2 separate regions of the Sus scrofa genome follow, and region 2 is linked to region 1. Evidence: chromatin contacts called from public Hi-C data. All regions are on one chromosome and are shown on one strand. Each heading gives the region's core, a stretch centred on a gene start, on an enhancer-like site or on the middle of the called end of the contact. The rest is flanking DNA. Distances are from core to core; before and after follow the strand shown. Region 1 holds the start of LOC100515824 (insulin receptor substrate 1-like). Region 2 holds the start of EPHB4 (ephrin type-B receptor 4).

Region 1 (4,010 bases), core at 1,035-3,534:
CTGTCAAGCTCTCCATTCTCTCCACAGTGGAACCTGGTAGCCATGCGGCGGGGGGGGGGGGGGGGAGAGGGGGGATGAAGAAGGGGATGGCACTGTCCCTGAGTCCCCCTCCACAGAGGAGTGACAACTTGGGATGGAGGAGAGAGGGCCACAGGAGAAGATCCTGGCCTTAGTGCCCCAGTCTCCTCCCTGTAGGTGCCTCTTTGGTAACAAGTCTCCCGCAGGCACTTGGAATGCGGAGATCTCGCCCCAAGGGCGCGCTGCACCTGCGCCCGGCAGGGACACGCAGGTGGAGCCCCTCAGGTTGGGGGAGGTGCTCTCACCCAGCAGAGCTGAGGTTCTGCAACTTCCTGTCCCTAGGGAGCAACCCTAGTTACCAGGGCAACAGGCTAAAATAAATCTTGTCTGGGTAGAGCCAAGGGCAATACTGTTGCCAGGGCAACTGATGAGGTCAGTTGTTGGGCTCCAGGCTCTTCCTGGTACCCAGCAAGCTAAATCACCTGGCACTGATTACCAACCCACTCGACCACCCGCCCAGGACCCAGGCACTGGGATCCCTGCTGCTTCCTGCTTTATATGTACCCAGCACTTAGAGAGTCAAAGACGCGAGGCGGTCTAGGCTGGTCTCTGTGACAGTGGCTGTGATTTCACAAGCACTGGACTGCTGCAAGGGGGACTGGATGATGGGAGCAGGAAGGAGTGGCTGTGAAGAGCCCTCCTGTGGGTAGCTTCAAATCAAGCCTGGGGAGGAAGGCTCCAGCCAGGAGCACAGCAGGCACGTGGGCTCCATGGGTGCCCTGCTCCTTAGGGCAGCACCAAGACTAGGAAAGGGAGGGGCCAGCAGATGTCTTTTGTGTTCCTGCCACTTCGCACATGGTGCATATGTCAAGGCTACACTGGAGGCGATGGCCGGGGACATACTTATGTCCTGGTGTCAGCTTAAGGATCTATGACATATCTGCCTCTCCCTGGCCAACACCTATTGATGGTGGAGGCTGCCACAGGCCCCCCCATGTACCACGTGAGCTGCCAGCACCTCTCCCGCACCTTAGAGAGGCGCTGGCTGACCTGAGAGGCACCTGGAGTAGGCACTGGGTACCACCTGCCTGCTGGCCAGATGCCCATCCTCACAATGCCAGGCAGTGCCCTGCATCATGCTTGCAACATGACCTGTAAAGGATGTTCGAGGATGCCAGCCTCCCTGTCCACTAAACCATTGGCTCCTCTGGTATCCCAGCTCCTTCCTCCAAGGCCTGGGTGGGAAGCCCCGCCAGCCCTGCTTGGGCTTTCCTGACCCTTGAACTAGTCTATGAAAACGAACCAGATGGCCTTGCTTCAGTACTCCTGTTACAGCTCCTTCCTCACCTGAAGGCACTCCTCCCCCAAATACCATCTTTAACTGGGGCCACAGCTGCCCCCTTCCCCTCCCCAACCCTCAGCTCCCCCAGGGCCCTTCAGGTATCCTGCTTGCCAGGACAGGGATATCATAAGGTCCTCTAAGGCCCACCTGTCAACCCGTGGTTTGTCTTGCAGAGTGTACACTGACCAGCGCCATGGCCCCCGCCGTCAGCAGGTGGTCCTTGGAAGGATCAGAGGCGGGTGTAGGGCGTTCCTGCTATGGCACGGGTCGCAGCTGAGGCTCGGATTTGATTCCTGTCCCAGGAACCTTCATAGGTGGCAGGTGTGGCTGAAAAAGGGGAAAAAAGAAATGGATGTAAAAGTGCCTGAATCCCAACCCCATTTCAAACTTCTTGGGATGCAAGGGGGCAAAGGGTACCCCCATGAAGACACCTCCTGTCACCCCAACCCTGCAGAGAACCTGAACCTCCAGCTCCACCGAGGTCAACTTAGCCCAGTGCTCGGCGGCCCTGGCTCCTAGGATTACTTGGAAAGGAAGAGAACAGAACCATTCTGAGCGGGACCGGGGAGGCAGGGGACACGGGTGCTGGCGGCCTAGAGCCGGAAGGGGGTCCCGCTGTAAAGGCAGCCGGCTTAGCAGCCCCCTTACCTCCAGGACTGCGGACGAGGCCGCCAGCGGTCACCACGGACGTAGCTCCACGCACACTCTCTTCACCTCACAGCTTTCTCCGCGCTCAGGTCGGGTCAGAAGAGACGCCCCCAACACCTCCCCGCCCCGGCACCAGCCCAGGCCGAGGCCGCCTCTCCCGCACTCGGCAACTCAAACTCCACGCCCACCGCGCGGAGTCCAGCTCCGGGGCGCGTGAGGGTTAACCTCGCGGGGGTGGGGACTTGGGCGCAGTCGGCGTTGGGAGGGAGGGGAGAGGAGGCGGCGGGAGGCCACTGGGTTGAGGCTCCGAGCCCGGCGGAGCCTCGGGTGTCTCAGGCCGTCGAGCAGTCACTGGGTCACACGCTGCGCGCAGCGAGGGGCCACTGCAGACCCCCTGCCCCAAACTTCAAGTCGGGAGCGGGGGAGAGAGACGCCGGGCATTAAGGCAGTGGCAGCCTGTCAGGACGCTGCCCCCTCCCCCGGGACCGCTACCTCTAGAACCCCACCTCGGCGAGCCTCTTCCCAGCCGTCTCCGCTCCTGCTCCGGCCACTTGGTCGCCTTTGGCCCAGGATGAAGCCCAGAGGCGGCGGCGGCGGCAGCCCCACGACGGCCCCGGAGTCTGAGTCGGCCGACGTGGCCCTGGGTCCGCTGTCGCCCTGGGCCTGCCCGGCTGACGTGCGGCTCTGCGGCCACCTTCGGAAGCACAAGTCCCAGCACCGCCGCTTCTTCGTGCTCCGCGCGGACCCGCCGCGCCTCGAGTGTTACGAGAGCGAGAAGAAGTTCCACGCCGGCCGAGCGGCTCCCAAGCTCAGCGTGAGCCTGACGGGCGCGTGCACCATCAGCAAGCGCGTGGACGCGCGCCAGCGCCACCTGATCTTCCTCTTCACCGCCGACCGCAGCCTGGGCGTGGCGGCGGCCAGCGAGGCGGAGCAGCAGGCGTGGTACAGCGCCCTGCTTGAGGCGCGCGCCGCCGCCGGTGAGGCCCAAGCCCAGGGTGGGAGGGTGGGGGGGGTGATCGTGGATTTGGCTTATCCGTAGGCTGTCCCTCCCCCAGGTCTCCGAAATCCAATCCAAAATGAAGCGTTTACGCGTTGTCAGTCCCCGGGGCACACTGACTCCAAGCTCCCGGCCCAGAAGCTCTGTGACCCGCCTGTTGTCTCTCCAGGGCCCAGCTCCCACGAGGACCCCGAGGCCTGGATGCTCGCTCCGTTTCAGGACATCTGGCCCGTGACGCTGCGGCCCAAGGGGCTGGGGCAGACACGAGGCCTGGGCAGCGGCGGCTACTGCTTGTGCCTGGGTTCCGGGGTACTGAGCCTGCTGCGGAAGCCCAGGGGCAGAAGCTCCAGGGCCACCCAGGCACCTCCGCCCCCAGCCCTGCGCCTGTCCCTGCTCAGCGTGCGCCGCTGTGGTCACGCAGACTCTTTCTTCTTCCTGGAGCTCGGGCGCTCAGCACCCACAGGTCCCGGGGAGCTGTGGCTACAGGCGCCCGATGCTGTGATGGCCCAAAGCATTCACGAGACTGTCCTGGCCGCCATGAAGCGAATCGGGGACACTGGTGCTAGTGGCAGGACTGAGCCACTGCCAAGAAAGCCCCCGACGAGGGCCCCCAGACCCTCTGAGACCCCAGCCTCTGCGGCTCAGTCAGGCAGCCTGAACCGTCTGGGGTGCCCTAGTGAGAGGAGCGAGCAAGCAACCCCTAAGACGCTGGCGATGCTGGGGGCAGCGGCCTCACAGCCTGAGGGGTTGGGGCGGGGCGGGGGCTACATAACCATGGGAGCCAGGAGAGACTACGTGCCCATGGGAGACGGGCAAGCCAGCAGCTACGTGGTGATGGCGCCCCTGGGCCTCCCTGCCTCGGCCAAAGCCGCTCCCCATCAGCCACCTCTGGATGGCGGGCACTCTGAATACGTGTCCATGAGCCGCTGTGCACCACGGTCCCTTTTCTTGAGCTCTTTGCCCGGTTCCTACAGGCCTGGGGCCGGGGAGCCTGAAACGGGGCTC
Region 2 (4,010 bases), core at 1,081-3,580, 200 kb after region 1:
AAGAAAGGAAGGCAACTGGGTGGGGCAGCCTCCTCCCAGGGACCAGGTGAAGTCCCCTGAGGGCAGGGGTCAAGAGGACCCCGGCCAGCCAGAGGTGAGGCCTCTGCCCACATGGGTGGCAGGGACAGCCCAGCACGCTGGGGACAGGATGCTGGGGTTCTGGGAAGGGGGTGGATAGAGGCTGCCGTCTCCACCCTCCATTGTTCCAGACTGGATAGTGTTTTCCTGTCTCCAATTTACACACTGTCTCTGTTTCAGGCTGTCCTGGGCGCTCCGGGCCGCTCACTTTCTCTCATCCTCTCTGTCTTGCCCGCCTCCCGCTCTTTGACCTGTCACTTCTCTGGCCTCACATCTCTCTCTCTCTACCTCACTCTCTGCCCATCTCCATTCCTCTTTCTGACTGTCACTCTCCTCTGTTTTCTGTCTCCCATCTGTCACTTTCACTGGGGCACAGAGCCGTGGATAAATGGAAAGTCTCAGTCTTCTCATCTGTAAAATGGGAGCAACAATACCTCCCACCCAGAGGGTTGTTGGAACCATGAAAACATAAAGCGCTTAGCACGGGCCCGGGGCTCGGAAAGCACTCGGGGAATAGGAATTAAAAGTGACTCCCTGATCCTCTTTGCGTCTTTCTCTCTCTCACCCACCCATCCATCCTGGCCAGTTCGCTTCCCGCTTTACCTTCCCTCCTCCTCTCTCTCCCACAGTTCTTTCCACTTCTTTCTCTGAGCCCAGCAAGTCTCCCCTCTCCCCTCACACCCAGCCTTTGATCCCCAGCCCAGAGCAGCGCTGCCCAGCCTGGGGGAGAGGGGTTCCTAATTGCTTTTCATTCCTCCTCCTCAGAAGCCCCCGCCCCATGGCCCACTCCCCAGAGACCCCTTTGATTCCAGGCAGTGAAGGAGGGGAAGGAGGCAGCTCACTGAAAGGAGATTAGGGCTATGGGAGGAGGGTTTATGGGGCTCTCTGCTCCCCTTCTAGGGGTTGAGGGGAGGGCAAAGACTCATGAATAAAGTAACATGTGGGGGGGGGGAAATGCAGAAAAAATAGAAATGTAAAGAGACTAGGAGGTGATAGTTAGGCTGAGTTCTGGTGACAAGAGGGTCGTGTAGGTCAGTTTTTACCAGCCAATAGGGTTAGAGGAAAGGACTCTGGTGGGTCTGGAACAGGGCTGGGGTCTAGACAGCATTTAAAGGGCTGGGGTGCAGCCTGGAGAAACCAGGGAGGGGGCCTTCCTGCAGCAGGGGCTGTGGCTTTGGGAGGGATTCGCAAGTTTGGAGTGAGTGCAGAAGGGGGCCGTCCGGCCCGAGGTGTGTGGAAGTGTAGGATCAAGGTGTGAAGGCTGAGGAATGGGGGCCGCGGTAGTTTTACGGCCGAGCACAAAGTTCTGCCTTGTCTGCCGTGGTGCCTCCAGGAACGTTTCCTCATGTTTGGCGGAGGTGGGAAGAGGGACAGAAATTTTGGAAAGAGTTTTGAAGATCGTTGTACGGAGAAAAGGAAAGGCTGGCAGGGTGTTTGGAGGCCAGAGTAAGAGCTTGAGGAGCCGGGACCGGGGCAGGTCCGCGTCCCGGGACGGAGCTCGACTCCATCGCTTTCCCAAACAAAAGAAAACTCCACTCCCCGCTGGGCCGCCTCCTCCCCGCCCCCCTCCCGAGCCAGCACTATTGGTCTGGAGTGTTCAGGGTTGGGGTGTCGGGTTAGGGGAAGACAGAGGTCGGCCCCTACACTCCGAGGCCTATCTTCGGGGACCCCCGAAGTGGCGGGGCGCCCCCAGGAAAACTCACCTTCTAAAGCGGCTGCAAGCGAAGCCCAGCAAAGCAGAGCCCGGAGCTCCATGGCGCCGCCTCTCTCCGGTTGGATCCGATCCGAGTTTGGGGGGCGCTAGCCCCCCCAGGTCTGAACCCCTCCCTGAGCGGGTGGACGCCGACTACCCGCGCGGGACTCGGTCGGGGCCCTCAGCGCGGGCCCATGTGGCCGCACCGGGCACCGGGTGTTGGCGCCCAGGTGTGGCCCTGCGTCCCCGCCGCGCGCGCAGACCGGTGGGCTGGGGGCGTCCTGGCAGCGGCTGCGTCGGGCGAGAGCAGAGCGAGACGTGGCTGGAGTCGAGGTCCCCCCGGGGCTTCGGGGTCCCGCCCTGGCTGGCTAGGGGTGGGCTGGCCGTTCGCGGTCTCCCCCCACTCCCTGGAGTGGTGCTGCTCGCGCGACCGGGCTGAGTACGCTCCGCGCCGGCTGGGAGGGTGGGAGTCGGGGCAGGGCCGGGAGCGGGAGGGAGGGAGACTGCAGCGCGGGGCCGGGCGGGCTGGGGCTGGGCCGGGCTGGGACTCGGCCGGGCGGCGCCTGGCTGGGGAGGGAGGGGCGCTTGGGGGGCGGGGGAACCCCCCCCCCGAAAGCCCGGGCTCGGCGAGGGGGCCGGGGCGCGCTGATTGGAGCGGGCGCTGCTGAATAATTCATGAGGGAAGCAGAGCGGGGCGCTGAGCGGAGCAGGTCGGGAAGTTGGGAGAAAGTTTGGAGCAGGGGGAGGGGCGGCGGGCGCGGAGCCCGGGGACCGCCCAGACCTGCATCGCGGCCGTGCGCCCTGGCCCAGACCGCGCGTGTCCGGGCGGGAGCCCGGCGACCCCCGGGGCAGATCTGAGCCTGGCAGACACCGGGGAGCGGAGAAACACACCCAGCAGCATGGAGGTCCCCACACTCGAAGCCCCATCCGATCTTCCTACTGATTTTGGAATCTTCTAGATGCGCCCACCGCTCTCTCGTTGGCGCTGGGGGACCGGTTTAGGGGGAAGCTTTTGAGGGTGAAGGGTGGCCCACTGCCCAAGGCAGTGATCTCAGCTTAGATAACCCTAGAGCGAAGTTCACAGAATCATTCAACAAACATTAAGTATTGGGGATCTGCTGTACTCGCAACCTAGTGCTGAAAAGCGTGCGGAGGAAGAAGGGCACCTGGGTTGCGATGGGGAGGGGTATGAAAAGCCGAGGCAGCATCGGAAAATAAAAGGTAGTTGGGTCCGACAGAGTGAGTGGTCGGGATGGATTCCCAAATCATGGTCCTCACTCACTGCCGCGTTTCGGAGGGCTCCGGGACACCCGCAGCCCTGACCCCTGAGGTTCGGCCGGGGCTGCTGCTGTCTGTCTTTCCTGAGGCTGTTTCCTGTCTGGCTCCTGAGGGCCCTAGGCCTGGCTGGGAGGGCCCTTCCTCCCCGTCACCCTCCCGCCCCCCATCTCATCAGTTAGAGGGGAGGGTCCAGGAAAGCAGCGCTCCTCCCACCTACCCCTTTGTACCTTGGAGCACCTATAGCGTGGGAGATGGTGCTGCAAAAAGTCCGTCAGTGGAAAAGCTGGAAGGAAAGAGCTTAGACTCCGAAGGTATTTAAGCGGACCGAGACTAGAGGAGCTGAGGCGCCTAGAGAGAGGGAAAGAGGAGTCCCTGATATCTGGGGGGCTGCCAAGCCCCTCTAATCCACAGAGAACGGCCAGGCCTGCAATGACCTCTTGTCCCAGCGCACTTATCTTGCTGCCGCAAGTAGTGCTCCCCACACCCCTGCCCTTCCTCATAGCCCTGCCTGGGTCCTGCTCCGGGGTGGGGGGTCACGGAGGGCAGGAAACAGCCGGCTTGGCTGGAGCCAGGCAGACCAGGTCAGGGCTGGGAATTCCCTCCTCCCCTCCCGAGCCGAGCCCAGTCTCCCTTCGTTTTCAGCTTCTCTGGGTTATCCCTGGAACTGTCTCTTTTGATGGGGAATGCGCTTCACCCATACCTTACAGGGTGGGGGGTACATGGCCTGAATGGAAGAGAAACCCAGAGGCATAGAGAAATGAGGCTGTGTGGAGTGAGGAGCTGATGAGACAGAGGAGTAAAGAGAGGCAACAGCTCAGCACACATTCAAATCTCGTATTTCTGACCCCTGAGCACCAGCACTCCCTCAGCCAAAGAGAGGAGGGCACCAGAGGTAAGAAAATACCCAGTGGATTCCCTATCATGGAATCCTCAGCCCCCATCCCCGGGCATGTAATCCAGT

Evidence for each region. A called contact is a pair of places that touch in the nucleus more often than the background predicts.
Region 2: a contact with region 1 is called in a Hi-C map of fetal skeletal muscle, with 1.8 times the contacts expected there. The contact joins the promoter of EPHB4 here to the promoter of LOC100515824 in region 1. A contact is called at or near these places in 2 of 47 Hi-C or Micro-C datasets (fetal skeletal muscle and liver) and 1 of 2 datasets of contacts at active chromatin or transcription factors (alveolar macrophages).

The regions. Positions count from the first base shown.
Region 1 is chr3:8,492,252-8,496,261 of Sscrofa11.1, forward strand. LOC100515824 (insulin receptor substrate 1-like) reads left to right here and starts at 2,285. Exons shown (of 2, transcript XM_013995453.2): 1 at 2,285-2,985; 2 at 3,175-4,010. The coding sequence starts at 2,580. LOC106509647 (a long non-coding RNA gene) reads right to left here and starts at 2,911. Exons shown (of 7, transcript XR_002342293.1): 1 at 2,009-2,911; 2 at 1,508-1,687; 3 at 1-33.
Region 2 is chr3:8,687,448-8,691,457 of Sscrofa11.1, forward strand. It overlaps EPHB4 (ephrin type-B receptor 4), which reads right to left and starts at 2,331. Exons shown (of 17, transcript XM_003124371.5): 1 at 1,782-2,331. The coding sequence starts at 1,833.